Regions from separate parts of the Sus scrofa genome. Here all the other regions are linked to region 1. Evidence: chromatin contacts called from public Hi-C data. All regions are on one chromosome and are shown on one strand. The core of a region is the stretch at or near the end of the contact, and the rest is flanking DNA. Distances in the headings are between cores, read along the strand shown.

Evidence for each region. Hi-C and Micro-C count contacts between places; a contact is called where the count stands out from the background.
Region 2: a Hi-C map of retroperitoneal adipose tissue shows a contact between it and region 1, with 1.6 times the contacts expected there. The contact joins the promoter of LOC110260076 here to the promoter of C3H7orf43 in region 1.
Region 3: a Hi-C map of embryonic fibroblasts shows a contact between it and region 1, with 2.1 times the contacts expected there. The contact joins the promoter of AGFG2 here to the promoter of C3H7orf43 in region 1. A contact is called at or near these places in 3 of 47 Hi-C or Micro-C datasets (embryonic fibroblasts, epiblast stem cells and subcutaneous adipose tissue) and 1 of 2 datasets of contacts at active chromatin or transcription factors (alveolar macrophages).

What each region holds. Positions count from the first base shown.
Region 1 is chr3:8,160,434-8,165,054 of Sscrofa11.1, forward strand. C3H7orf43 reads right to left here and starts at 2,305. Exons shown (of 10, transcript XM_013995411.2): 1 at 1,383-2,305; 2 at 1,075-1,170; 3 at 852-981; 4 at 598-684; 5 at 322-442; 6 at 71-218. The coding sequence starts at 1,793. LAMTOR4 (ragulator complex protein LAMTOR4) reads left to right here. Exons shown (of 8, transcript XM_013995418.2): 5 at 1,167-1,249. It overlaps GAL3ST4 (galactose-3-O-sulfotransferase 4), which reads right to left. Exons shown (of 5, transcript XM_013995412.2): 5 at 2,476-3,932. The coding sequence ends at 2,901.
Region 2 is chr3:8,606,014-8,610,634 of Sscrofa11.1, forward strand. It overlaps LOC110260076 (branchpoint-bridging protein-like), which reads right to left and starts at 2,691. Exons shown (of 3, transcript XM_021087974.1): 1 at 2,653-2,691. The coding sequence starts at 2,691. POP7 (ribonuclease P protein subunit p20) reads left to right here and starts at 1,518. Exons shown (of 3, transcript XM_013995472.2): 1 at 1,518-1,786; 2 at 2,034-2,439; 3 at 2,680-3,378. The coding sequence starts at 2,690. The coding sequence ends at 3,112.
Region 3 is chr3:8,465,720-8,470,340 of Sscrofa11.1, forward strand. It overlaps AGFG2 (arf-GAP domain and FG repeat-containing protein 2), which reads left to right and starts at 2,330. Exons shown (of 13, transcript XM_005661910.3): 1 at 2,330-2,885. The coding sequence starts at 2,665.

The DNA.
Region 1 (4,621 bases), core at 1,055-3,554:
CTCTTGGCCTTTCCCTCCTACGGCGTTTTCTCAGCCTTCCTCCTTGAACCCATCAGTCCCTTATACTCACCTCTTTGGCCCCTGGAGGGGGCTGCTCACCCCCTCTCAGCTGAAACAGGAAGTTGTGTTCCTCCAGGGCACTAAGCGGGCAGGGGAAGCAGCCAGAGGTACCAGGGAGCCGGCAGAAGGAGCCCATGGAGACTTCCCCAGATTGGTGACTAGTTCAGAAGAAAGGGGTCAGAGCTCGATCTGTCCACGCCAGGGCTCTCCGCCCTGCCCCATCCCCACCACCTCGTGGCCCTGCCCCTTCCAGGACCTCACCAGACATTGTCCACCAGCAGCACAGAGCCATCGGGCATGACAGGTAGATAACTGGCATTGAAGTTTGGGAGAATGCGGATATCCCAGATGGAAATTTCCTCCTGGGAGGAGCTGTTCAGCACTGTAGAAGGCAACCAGCTCGGCTCAGAGGGCCTGGACCCATTGGACCCCACCTTTTCCTCCTTAAAATGGACACCCCCCTCCACCGGCCAGAGTGACCGTTACCCAGTCGGTGCCCTGGCTGCTACCCAAGACCTGAGCCACCAATCTGCTTACCCTTGAGCACAGTCAAGTGTTTTCCAGCCACAGTGAACTGGCGGCATTTCAGAACCGGAGGGGGCAGCAGAGTCAGCAGGGTGCTCACTGCAGGAGAGGGCGGAGGCAAGGGATGGCGGACTGGGCACACCTCACCTCCATCCCACAGTTCTAATCTTCCTCTTCTCCCGGGATTGGGCACTTGGCAGTAGCTCCCCTCCACTGTCCCCCAAATTCCAGGCTCCCACATTTCCTCTCTGCACTCTCCTCCCCACCTTGGGCCTTGAAAGCGCTCTGCTCGCCCCGGAAGGTCTCCCCAGGAGATCGGGTCTGCAGCAGGCGCAGGTAGCCTTGATCTCTGACCTCTGGTGCCTCAACCTCCCGCTTCCACACGGTCACTACAATCTGAGCACAGGGGACACAGGACCACAGTCGAGAGGAGAGACACAGGCCAGTTGTCTGAAATAAGGAAACAGCTCTACCCCTTGCCAGTATTACCTTGGCCTTAGGTGTCCCTGGGGGCAGTCTGTCCAGTGAAACGGTGAGTGGGAAGATGACCTCATCTGTGGACACAATTGGTTCCTCCACAGGCAGCTGGGTGGTGAAAGAGGTGAAGAGGTCAGGAGAGTCAGAGGCAGCCCGCGGCGCCAGCGTCCCCTTTAAGATCTGCCCGGTACGTGGTTCTTGCCCTCCCCTCTCCTCATCCGTCATTCTCTTCCCGCTACGGGCTTCCCTCTCCCCTCCGGGTCTTTGGAGCCCAGCACACCGCCCCTCCACCCTCTGCCGTGTCACCCCGAGCTCCTCACCGTGGTCGCTCCCCCTGAGGTAGCAGGGCCCGGGCCATGGGTGAGGAGGGGGCTGCAGCCTCGAAACACCCCCCCACCGCCGGGATCCCCGCCCCCCGGGGGTTCGGGATCCTGATCTCCGGAGCCGCCGCCCCCAGGAGCCCCGCCTCCGGCGCTGACTGAGGCCAGGGCGGCCAGGGCGGTCGCCAGTTCTGCCCAGGCCCCTCGCGAGCCCAAGCCCGGGCCGCCCCCAGCGCCGGACCCCGCGCCGCCCCGGCAGCGCAGCACCAGCAGGAAGCGGACAGTCTCCCCCAGGTAGAGGTGGTTGCGCCGGGGCAGCGCCCGGTACCGGCCCGGGTCGCCAGCCAGCTCGGCGCGGGGCGGCAGCGGCACGGCGGGGAAGTACATCGAGTAGTCGCACTGGGACTCCATGGGCTGCGAGGACAGCGCGGGCCAGGGGCGAGGTGGGGCCGGAGGAGGCCGAGGGGGCCGACGGGGTGGGCCCGGGGAGCCCCGACCCCCGACGGGTGCTGCGCGCGGCCGGGCCGGCCCGAGAAACCGACCGGGACCGGGAACCGGGACAACGAACCCGGAACCGACACCCCGCGGGGGCCGGAACCGGGGTGCAGGGCCGAATGACTGGCGAGAAACCGGAAGCGGAAGGGAAGGGGCGTGGCCTCCGAGGCCCCGGAATTTGTGGGTGACCGGACCGTGAAGGAGAGGGGCGGGGTGCGGCTGGGGTTAGGCTGCGGGAGGAAGGGTTTAGGAGATACTGCAAACAGACTTCTTAAAGAAGAACTGCTAGGAGTTCCCTTTGTGGCTCAGGAGAAACAAACCCGACTATATCCATGAGGATGCGGTTTTCATCCCTGGGCCCGCTCAGTGGGTTAAGGATGTGGCTTTGCCAGCTGCGGTGTATTGGGATCTGGCATTGCTGTGGCTGTGGTGTAGGCCGGCAGCTGCAGCTCCAATTCGACCCCTAGCCGGGGAACTTCCACATGTTGTACCTGCGGCCCTAACCCCCCCCCCCAAAATGTTAAAAGAACCCCCTCCTATCCCGTTTCTCTTAGGAAGATGCTCCATCCCCTTCCCTTTCCACCCTACATAGAGCAGGTCGAAGTTCCAAATTATTTATTCATTCAACAAACATTTCATGGTGAAATGAGCATAGCCCAGTAACAAATATTTCATATAGAAATGGACTCATTATTCCAGTCCTTTGGGTTCCAAGCTTTCTCTGACATACTCCAAGGTTTGCTCCTCCAGGGCACCTCTGAGAGTGCTACTTGGAACTGCAGTGTGTGGGGGTCGTGCTGGAAAGAGGAAGGGGCCGAAAGGGGGAGGGAGGAGGTTACTGGTAGGACTGGGATTCCTCTGCACAGGCAGTAGGTCATGGAGACCAGTCCATGCAAAGTTCCACTGGTCCTCTAGGGAGCAGATATGCTTTCTGAGGGAAACAGGGCATTTGACTGCCCCACACTCATCACATGTGCCCTGTGGCTTGGCGGCTCTTCAGCTTAAGATGTAGTGGTCTGATGCCTAGGGAGAGGATAGCCTTGAATTTTTAAGGGGCAGAGAGACTGTTGGGGGAAACTGCTTGGCATCCAGCTTGTCCTTGTACTGTAGCTCAGGGGTAGCCAGGCGCTCACACTCTTCCTGGTCCTGGAGGCTCAGTCCACTCCGAAGCACGTAGCCCAGAACCTTTCCTGACCCAAACTGGAAAGGGCGGAACCGCCGGTCTGTGATGTATTTGGGGTCTAAAGCCTCACCCCCCACAAGACAATGTTTAGCCAGGGCCTCTCGGCGAGCCCGGAGCTCCGCCACAGCACTGTCCAGCCGGCTCTGGCCGTATTGCTTTATCCGTTCCCACAGACTGTGGTTGAAGTGGACATAGAGAGCCCAGTCTAGATTGTTCCAGGCCCGGGCCCGTGCAGTCAGCTGCCTGTCCTCAGCAGTCAGCCCATCGTCACTGACAGCACTTCCACTCTGCCTGCCTCCAGCCTGGGCGTTGTGCATGAAGCCCACCACGTCATCTAGCCCCCAGCACAGGGCATCTGCCAACAGGACCAGTGACTCATCGAAGTACTCAGCCACCAAGACCAAGTCAAAGACAGAGTCCAGCCAGGCCAGACTCCACTGGATGAAGGATGAAGATCCCAAATCTGAAGAAGCAGGGCTGGATGTCCTACTGTGACCGTCAGCAAGGGTGGGAACAGGATGGAAGAGAGCGTTAGGATCCAGGGTGTGGGCTGGAGGGCCAGCACCAGAAGGCAAGACACGCAGCTGTGGGGCCTTGGGGTCTCTGGGGGGGCGAGGATTCCCTCTTTTGGTCCTCATCTCTGGAGGGAAGGGGAGGCCAAAGTCAAACCATAGCAAGTTGCGCGCATAGTGGTCTCCACGGGCCCCTGGCCGGTAGAAGGCTCGAGGATTGGCCAGGAAGGCAGCCAAGGAGGGTGCTTTGCGGAAAGCCGATGAGGTGGATTTATAGTAGGAGAAGGCAGAGCGGGTCAGAGCTGCTGGGTCTCGAACAATGGAAAAGAAGAAGCTGTCAGAAGGCATGACCTGAAGTACCTGCAGAGGAGAGAAAACAGACTTAGGGAGAGAGAACTAGGCCAGGAACAAACTAAGAGCAAACCCAGTGCCTGCTGAACCCCCAGCCTCTTCCAGCCTCCTTCTGACAGCTCTGCTGGGAACCTCTCAGCTTCCTTCACTAGCTGCACAGATCTTGGGTAAGGCACTTGACATCTCTGAGACTCAGTTTGCTCATCTGCAAAAGGGGAGCCATCCTACCTTCCTTGCAGAGGTATGCGATTGCAGAGATTACATGAGGTAAGGATGTGAAGGAGCCTGGAACGTGGGAAGCTCCTGGAGAACATTAATTTCCTTGGGCCTTTCTGTCTGCCTTGGTCAGTAAAACCTCTGGGAATTAAACTCTGTGTTCAGTTCGTCAATGAAAACCTATTAAGTGCCTACCCTGGGACTCTTGGTCACAGCTCCAAGAAAGGAATCGGCCTCAGACCTCCTCAGGGGGATCACGGGCAGCAAATAGGGAGGAGAGGGGACAACCATAATGCTGTCTCGGGGGCAGGCCAAGCCCAGGATGGCCGAAAGATGGGTCACTTGGGGGGTTCCTTCACATCTTGGAGAGCAAGAGACACCCCTGGAATGGATGTTGGGGAGCCATGGCCACTTGGTTGGGTGCCGCTCTGAGGCCTGGGACATGTGATCTCACTTCTGGGCAAGAGGGAAGGAGGGAATTG
Region 2 (4,621 bases), core at 1,441-3,940, 450 kb after region 1:
TATCAATTAATATGATCATATATGGTTTTTTCCTTTAGTTTATTAATATGGTAGATAATACTGATTGGTTTTCTTATATGGAAACAGTCCTGCATCTTTGGAATAAACTCTACTTGGTTGTGGTGTATAATTCTTTTTTTATATACCACTAGATTCAGTTTGCTAAGATTTTGATGAGGATTTTGTTGCATTGTTCATGAGAGATATTGGTCTGTGGTTTTCTACTTTGTATAATCTCTGTCTGGTTTGGGTCTCATAAAATGGACCCTCTTCTATTTTCTGAAAGAGATTGTCTAGAATTTGCGTTTTCTTTCTTTCTTTCTTTTTTTTTTTTTTTTTGGTAGAATTCACCAGTAAAACTATGTGAGCCAAGATATTTCTTTTTATAAAGTTAAAAAAAACCTATGAATTTAATTTCCTTAATAGTTACAGAACTATGCAGATGATCTACTTCATCTTGGGTAAGTTTGGTAGTATGTGGTTTTCTGGGAATTGGTCCATAAATTGTGGAATTTGTCTGTAGCGTGGTCTATATTACTCTAAGTATACTTTAATGTATGAGGGATCTTTAGTGCTATCCTCTCTTTCATTTCTGGTAATCATAACTTGAATCTTCGTTCTCTTGTTCTTTTGTCAGTCTTGCTGGAGGCTTATCCATTTTATTGATCTTTTTCAAAGAACCAGCTTTTGGTTTGAATTTCTTTATTGTTTTCTTGTGTTCAGTTTAACGGAGGTTTTTTGGTTTGCTTTTATTAAAGTATAGTTGATTTACAGTGTTGTGCCAATTTCTGCTTTACATACAGCAAAGTGACCCAATCACACGTATATATACATTCTTTTTCTCATAATTTAATTGGTTTTTGTTCTTTATTGTTTCCTCCCATCTTCTCCCTTTGGCTTTACTTCGCTCTTTTTCTAGTTCCTTGAGGTGGAAGCTTGGATTACACTTCCATTCTTTTAAAAATGTTTCCAGAATACTCCTTGGTTCCCTGAAGAACTCCTGTTTGTCCATCAAAACTCAGCTCATATGTCACTTCTGAGGCAGAATAAAGTGGTAGACAGGCTTTCCTCCTCACCCCCAAATAGCCCCCAAACTTGTAAATATCTGAAGCTAAAAAGAACCACAGGATTTAAATGGTGCTGGGAAAGTTCTCAGGAACCTGACCACTTTACAACCTCCAGTCAAATGGAGTCGGACTCCACCCCAGGCAACAAAAAGCCGTGTAGGGGGCATAAAAATGCCAACTCAAATGTATAGGCTTACAGTTTACCCAAGGTTATATCGGGTTTCGAAACTCAGTGGCAAGAACAGGAATTGTCATCCCTATTTGAGTGATGAGAAAACTCAAGCGAAGAACAGTCAAGGACCCCAGTGCAGCTCTAACTCAGTTTCCAGTGGAACTCCACCAAAGCTAAAGCAACCTGGGCCGAGAACCCCTCCCCACTGGCCTTAGGGAGCCTCCAATCCCTCTGTGCTGCCCTGCCCTTCCCGCCAGGGGGCGCAGGTCCCTGCTCCTGGGTGGCGGGCAGAAGCCAAAGAGCTGGTGGATGACGACTGAGGAGTGCTAGTGGGTCTGCGAGCCACAGGGAAGCTGTAAAGGCTAGCCCCACGGCTCACAACTCGCGTCCCCAGGCGCTGGCCTGGAGGTCACCCTGGTCAGAGAAAGGGGAGAAGAACGGGTCCCCGTAAACTGCAGAGGAGTCCCCGAGCCAAAGAACTTGTCCTCCGCCAAGGGCCGGGCCTTGCTTGCCCCCATCTTCGGGCAGCCGGAATCTTGGACGGGAGGTCAGTTCTGCCACACCTCCTCTGACCCGAGGAACTGCGATGGACCCGGGAGTCCAGACTTCTCTTTAGGCCATTCGCGATCAAGATCAGTGGAATTCGCCGTCCTCCCTCACACCTTTGGAAGACCCTTACCCCTAAATCCTCCACGCCCCTAGAAAACCTCCTCTCTTTTCTCCCCTTCATGACTCCTCCGGGAACCGAGTACTGGGTGGGATTGGCCCAGGGAAGCTAACCTTTCTCTTTCCAGATCCTCCCCGGCTTCGACTTGGTATACGCCCCCTGCCTCTGCAGCTTACAAGTGGTAGATCCCATCACCCCCGGAAGCCTCGCGTTACTCAAACACATCGCGCGGTTTTGCGAGCAACTCAGGAAAGGGGCGGGGAGAACGGATGCCGGGAAGGCGATTCGCGGATCGCCCGGGCCTGGCCACGGGGTATGGGCGCGCCTGCGCACTCGGGGGCCTTTTCAGGAGCCTGGTACTAAGGGCGCCCGTGTTTCGGCGTTCCTGCGGCGAGTCCCTTCCCTTCTCTTCCCTTTTTGGGGCCTGGGAGTTGCGGGCAGCTCCTTCCCTTCAGACTGGTCGGCGCAACGCTCGAGTGGCCTGGCAGGGGAGCGGGCTGCGTGCGCGCTGAGGGCACTGTGGAGCGAAGAAGGTAGGCGTGGGAATAGCTGGGGCGGTGGAGGGGCCTGAGATTGGGAGCGATGTGATGGATGAATGGGAACCGGAGGTGGGGGAGATGCTTGAGCTTGAGGTAAGTGGGAAGGGACTGAGACTTGAAGCGACGAGGGGCGTCGAGTGCGACCCCTCTTGGCTGCACCGTTTGGGCGGGAAACGGGGTAGGAAACGAAACCTGGTCTCTCCTCACCCATGGCTGATCTTTCTCCCACACCAGGGCACACTGCATGGCTGAAAACCGAGAACCCCGCGGGGCCGTCGAGGCCGAGCTGGACCCGGTGGAATACACCCTGCGGAAGCGGCTTCCCCACCGCCTGCCCCGGAGGCCCAATGACATTTATGTCAACATGAAGACTGACTTTAAGGCCCAGTTGGCCCGCTGCCAGAAGCTGCTGGACGGAGGGGTAAGGGGTCAGAATGCATGCACTGAGATCTACATTCATGGCTTGGGCCTGGCCATCAACCGCGCCATCAACATTGCCCTGCAGCTGCAGGCTGGCAGCTTCGGGTCCTTGCAGGTAGCTGCCAATACCTCCACCGTGGAGCTTGTCGATGAGCTGGAACCAGAGACTGATACACGAGAGCCACTGACGCGTATCCGCAACAACTCAGCCATCCACATCCGTGTCTTCAGGGTCACACCTAAGTAAAGGAGATGAGGCCGGCCCACCTTATCCACCCATCCCATACAGCTTGGCTCAGAAGTGGCTTTTGTACTGAGTACATGAACCTCCTACCAGGACCATGTAGGATAAAGCCTATCCCCTCACCATCCAGAGGACTCTGAATTGAGAGGGTGAATATTGTCTTTTGTTGGGCTCAAGCCGTGAGTCTTCCTGAATCTTTGTGGTCTGTAACCATTGTCCTATACAATAAAAAGCATCAAGTTGTGTTAGTGCCTGGCCACCCAACTGCACCACCTCTCTGCTGTGTAAATTCAGTGTGTACCTGGAAAGGAGAGTAGGAGTAAAATTTTACAAGGACGTAGGTACAAGAGGGGAAACAGTGTTTCCTGCCTTCACAGAAAGAGCATAAATTGTACCACAGACACTGCAGCATAAAACAAACTTTAGCACAAAACAGAAGTCTGAAAATCCTGATGTTTGCTTTCAAATATTTCATTCTCTCAGGAGCTCCCACTGTGGTGCAGTGGGATTGGGAGTGCTGGGATGCGGGTTGGATCGCCATCCCCACACACTGGGCTAAGGATCTGATCCTGAGCCCAGGAGCTCTATATGCCTCAGGGCAGCCAAAAAAAAATTTTTTTTTCATCCTCTCAGAAGAAGGCAGGGTGGATAATGTGTATATTCTTGCCAGCTGGGGTGTAAAGCATCAGGCACTACTCTGGTGCTGGTTACCAGGCACAGGAAAGGTGAGGGTATAAGGATGATGGACGCAAAGACAGGCCCCTCCTTTGTAAAAGGCTGTTAAGGCTGTCGTGGGAACCGACAAACTGACAGCTACATTCGATTCCTGGTGGCGGGGGGCAAATTGTTCTAAACAGCTATTCAGACCCCTCTGGCTAGGCTATTCTAAGAGGGAAAGGAAAGCCTTTCCTCTGAATTACTGGGCATACAGGCCATAAGTACTTTTTTGTTTGGATATTTGTAGGAGGATCTGATTTCTCATGTTTATCAAACGAGTCATCTAAAGCAATGTTATCCAAGTGGGTGGTGACCGTTTGTGAGGTTTAAAATCAATTCACTGGGTCATAGCCTTTTAAAAAGCAAGTAAAAAAGAAAAAGTGCAGCTTCAATGGTAATATCTTGTTGACACTGTTTCAGTTGTAGATGTGTATATAGACACATGTACTAGTTATGACATAAATCTTACTGTTGGTTGAGGTCACAAGAGTTTGAAAGCCTTTGATCTAAAGGTTAATAACAGAATTTGCCTCTAGTTTGCCTGAAGGCAGTTTGGTTAGGGGTTCTGAAAATCAGCCTTTCCGTTTATCAGAATCTCACCCCCCAGCTTGAGTATTACTGTTGATGAGGGACTTTGATGCTGTACAGGTGACTATCAGCAACTCAGGAAAGGACAGAAGGACTAGTGCTTCTTTCTAACTACTACACACATGCTGAGTACCTGTTGTAAGCGAAGGCCTGGGCTGGGCCCTGCAGATACAAAGATGAGCATAAAATGGCCCCTGCCTTCAAGGA
Region 3 (4,621 bases), core at 1,080-3,579, 310 kb after region 1:
TTTGGAGCTGTAGCCACCGGCCTACACCACAGCCACAGCCACAACCACACCAGATCTGAGCTGCGTCTGCGACCTACACCACAGCTCATGGCAACACAGGATCCTTAACCCACTGAGAGAGGCCAGGGATTGAACCCGCAACCTCATGGTTCCTAGTCAGATTCGTTTCCGCTGCGCCACGATGAGAACTTCTGAACTCACTTAATTGCCCTAGTTCCAACTGTCCCCATTATAACTATTTCCCCTCTATACACAGAATGATTTTTTTCAAAACTGAAAATTAGATCCTATCTTGCCCCTGATATAGTCCTTCCAATGGCTTCTGTGGCAGATACTGTGCTTTTATCCTATTGCCTTTCTCCCTTTTACTTTGGTAATTGGACCTCTGAAGTTTAGATGAGCACATAGAAGCCCAAAATAAAGGAGACATTTTCCAGAGTCCCTCCTTGCACTTAGGTGTGGACATGTGACTGAGTTCTGTCCAGGGAGAGCCAGTGAGGTTGTATGCATGTCCTTAAAAGGAGCAGGCTCTTTCCTGCTGCTGTAACACACATGATGGCTGAAGCTGGAATAGAGGGGAGCATGGGAGTGGAGGTAATGCAGTGGGGAGCAAAACGATCGGAGTGTGGTCCCCCACACAGTGGAGCAACCCGCCAGCCCTGGAACACTTACCTGGACTTTTCCATGAGAGAGAAAAAACTTCATCTAAGGCCCAATTATTTGAGGTATTCTGTCATCGACAGACTTCTTTTTTTCTTTTTTTTTAAGGCCACATCCGTGGCATATGGAAATTCCCCAGGATAAGGGTAGAATCGGAGCTACAGTTGCCGACCATAGCCAGGGCCACAGCCACGCCAGATCCAAGCCTCATCTGCAACCTACACCACAGCTCACAGCAATGCCAGATCCTTAACCCACTTAGTGAGGCCACGGTCAAACCTGCATCCTCACACATTCTTAACCCGCTTAACCTGTCGGGTTCTTAACCCGCTGAGCCAGGAGGACTCCAAGGGACCTAATTCTAACTAATACAGCGTCCCATCACACTTAGAAGAAAATCCAAATCCTTACCAAAGTCTGGAAGGTTCTACATGATCAGTTTCCACTTCAGTATAATCCACCCCCACCACCCCCACTCTCCCCTCACTCACCACACTCCAGTCACTCTGCTTTCCTTTCTCTGCGTCCACACACCAGGCTTCTTCATGCTTTAAGGCCTCCACAGGTGCTGTTTCTCCTGCCTGGGTTGCTCCTTCTCAAATCTCCTCACAGCTGACTCCTCTTTAGTTACTCAGGTCTTACCTTAAATATCACAGCTTCTGAGATGGTTCCCTGACTGGTCTGAAATACCCAAGTCATCACTTTTAGGATACCTTATTTTGATTCTCTGCCTAGAACTAATCACCTGCTGCTGATTCTCTGATTTATTGTCTGCCTCCCCGACTAGAATGTAAGCTCCATGAGGATAGGAATTTTGACTGGTTGGTGCACTGCTATACTCCCCGCATCTACAGCTGTGCCTGAAACCAAGTGTTTGTCAAATGAATGGTCAAATACTGTTCCACGGATACTGTGATGGTTAAAAGCAGAGTTTCTTTCTTTTTTTTTTTTTTTTTTTTTTTGTCTTTTAGGGCTGCACCCGTTGCATAGGAAGGTTCCCAGGCTAGGGGTCCAATTGGAACTGTAGCTGCCAGACTACGCCAGAGCCACAGCAACGCAGTTACAAACAGCATCTGCACCCTACACCACAGATCACGGCAATGCCGGATCCTTAACCCACTAAGCGAGGCCAGGGGATCTAACCCGCGTCCTCGTGAAAGCTAGTAGGGTTCGCGAACCGCTGAGCCACCACGGGAACTCCAAAAGCAGAGTTTCTGAAGTCAAATGACCTAAATCAGAAACCTGGCTGGGCCACGAAAGTTGCATGACCTACAGCAAGTTGTATACCTAAAGCTCTCTGTACAATGAGATTTCCTACGGCACAGGGTAGGAGTAAATACAGAAGCGTATAGAAAGCACTCTTTCCCCTTCTCCCTTCCTTCCTCTGAGAGCCCCCTACCCTGGGCGCCTCATACAGCCACTTCCCTTCGACTTTGAGTTCCTCTCAGCACAGTCTAGCTGAGACTAGGCCTTTGAAATTTAGCGGGAAATAACACCTGGCAGGAGGACCAGAGCTGCGCACGCGCGGGACACCCACTCTTTCTCGCGCGCTATCTTTGCGGCCTCGACAGCCAGTAGAGTCAGCGTGGAGGCCGAGTTCCGAGGACTCACCAATCGAGTGTGGGAGGCGGGCCGCCCTGGAGGCAGTGGCGAGAGGGGGCGGGGACAAGGAGAGAGCACGCACGGTGCTCGCGGCCAGGGTCTCTGCAGGCCAATCCGAGGGGCCTGAGGTCTGAAGGCAGTGGGGCGTGGCGTTGGCGGCTCCCTCAATTCTAGACCGTCCAATGTCGCGCCAATCAGAGTGAGGAGGCGGAGGAGACTAGCCAATCAGCGTGCAGGACAGGCGAAGCAGGGGGTTGAGGAGTCTCGCGCGGATGCCGCCGGCTCCCTAGCTTCTGTCAGGGGAGCCGGGCGTGCAGAGGCGGCAGAGGAGGCGGGAAGGCGGCAGTGGTTGAAGGGGCGATTGCTGACTTGCCGGGAGGAGGTCTGCGGGATTGAGCGGCCATGGTGATGGCGGCGAAGAAGGGCCCAGGACCAGGTGGCGGGGTCGGCGGGGGAAAGGCGGAGGCAGAGGCGGCCTCCGAGGTGTGGTGTCGTCGGGTGCGGGAGCTGGGAGGCTGCAGCCAGGCCGGGAACCGCCACTGCTTCGAGTGCGCCCAGCGCGGGGTCACCTACGTGGATATCACTGTGGGCAGCTTCGTCTGTACCACCTGCTCCGGCCTCCTGTGAGTGGAACGACACGGGGGGAGGACAGGGAAGAAGCAGCGGAGTGTTGGCGTTGGGGACAGTGGGACCCCGGGCAGAGGGACAGAGCTGAGGTTGGGGGCGGCGGGGAGGCCTGGGACGCGCGGGATGTGCAGAGAGGGTCGTCTGCTGCAGAATTGTCATGGGAAAGGGAGAGGATCAGAGGAGACAAGACACGCTTGGAGTCGCGTTGCAGGGGAAAGGAAGGAAATGAGAGAACTGGAGAAACTCCCTAAAGGAGGCGACAATTGAAGGATTCTGGGGGTGAGGGGGTTAGAGATTTTAAAAGCTGGAAGATGACAAAAACACCTTGAAAGGGAACTTCGTGTAGGTGGAGGGCAAGCAAGAAAGCAATAGAGCAAGCTAGGCTCAGAATGAAGGGGTACCTTTCTTCCCTCTGGCTTGTGCCCATCCTGGAGTGTGGGACGGAGAAAACGATTTAAAATAGGTAAGTTAACCCACCTCGACAAGAAGAGATAATGGCAGGTACAGAGCCCTGTTCCAATGTTCAGGAGAAGATTCTAATCTTTGGAATGCTACCCAGAGGGAAATTTCTTACAAATCTAAGAGATGCTGGTGGATTGCCCTGTTAGAGAACTTAACTTTTCCAAAGGTTTGGGGTTCTGGGTGAGCCATCCTTAAGTGTAATAATTTACACTTTTAAGCTCCTTGTTGCCATGCCTTGCTCCTGGTAGTAGCATCTGGCAGCTCTTCCTAGATTTGAGGGGGCTTTGTTGTATAATCTGCAATGCTACCCTAGAGGTTGGCACTCTGTTTGGTCATGCCTGAGCTAATTTAGAGCCATGGTTCCAGCCCAGATTTCTGGTTACATAGTAAGGTTCTTCTTACCCCTTAGGGAATTATCTGGTTAGATGCATGACTAACATGTGATACCAAGCCTGTCTATTTTTTATAAGTTTATCAAGGGATTTATTTTGACTTTTTAGTATGAATACATTGGTTGGTTGATTTCATTTTTAACTAGGAGTGCATCCCTTGTTTCTTCTCACACCTTTAGGAGCCGAAGAGGGAGCAGCATTGTTCTTGCGTGACAGATGGGAGAACAGAACCAAAGAGAGGTTTAGTAACTTATTCAGTGCCAGATGGGGGTTGCTGTTTTCAGCCTTTGTTGTTTGATATTAGCTCTGATCATGGCAGAACAGAAATGAGAATCCAGGTCTCCTCATACAGTTTAGGATTTCTCTATTCAGTTTTTACCTCCTTAGTCAATCTTCTATGTTGATCAACCTCGCTCGTGTGCTGTGAGGATAGACCTGATTTTAGCCTAAGTGAAAAGCACTGTGGCTCTTGGGACAGTGGTTTAGAACCAAACAGGAATGTGTCAAAAGTACAGAGAGGCTCAAATGAAGTAGAAGGATAGAGACCTGAGGCTGGGACCTACTTTGAGGAGAATAGGAGCAAAGTTTAGGAATATTTATAGCATAGTGTAGAAAGCAGATTCCTGAAGATCCTGTTATGAAAAGGCAAATCTGATTATAGAGTCTGGAGAGAAGTAAAAGGAAGCAGGGGGATAAAATTGATGGCATACCAGAGTCTAGGCCCCAAGAAGAAAATGTTAGGAAACAGTGTTAATTCATTCCCATGGTTACTGTGATGGCATGAAAGATAAAATACTGAATAAATGGCAAGTGCTGACATCATTATCATTAGTTCATAGATCTTGGTTTAAAGTATCCTGTAGATAACATTTCCCTTC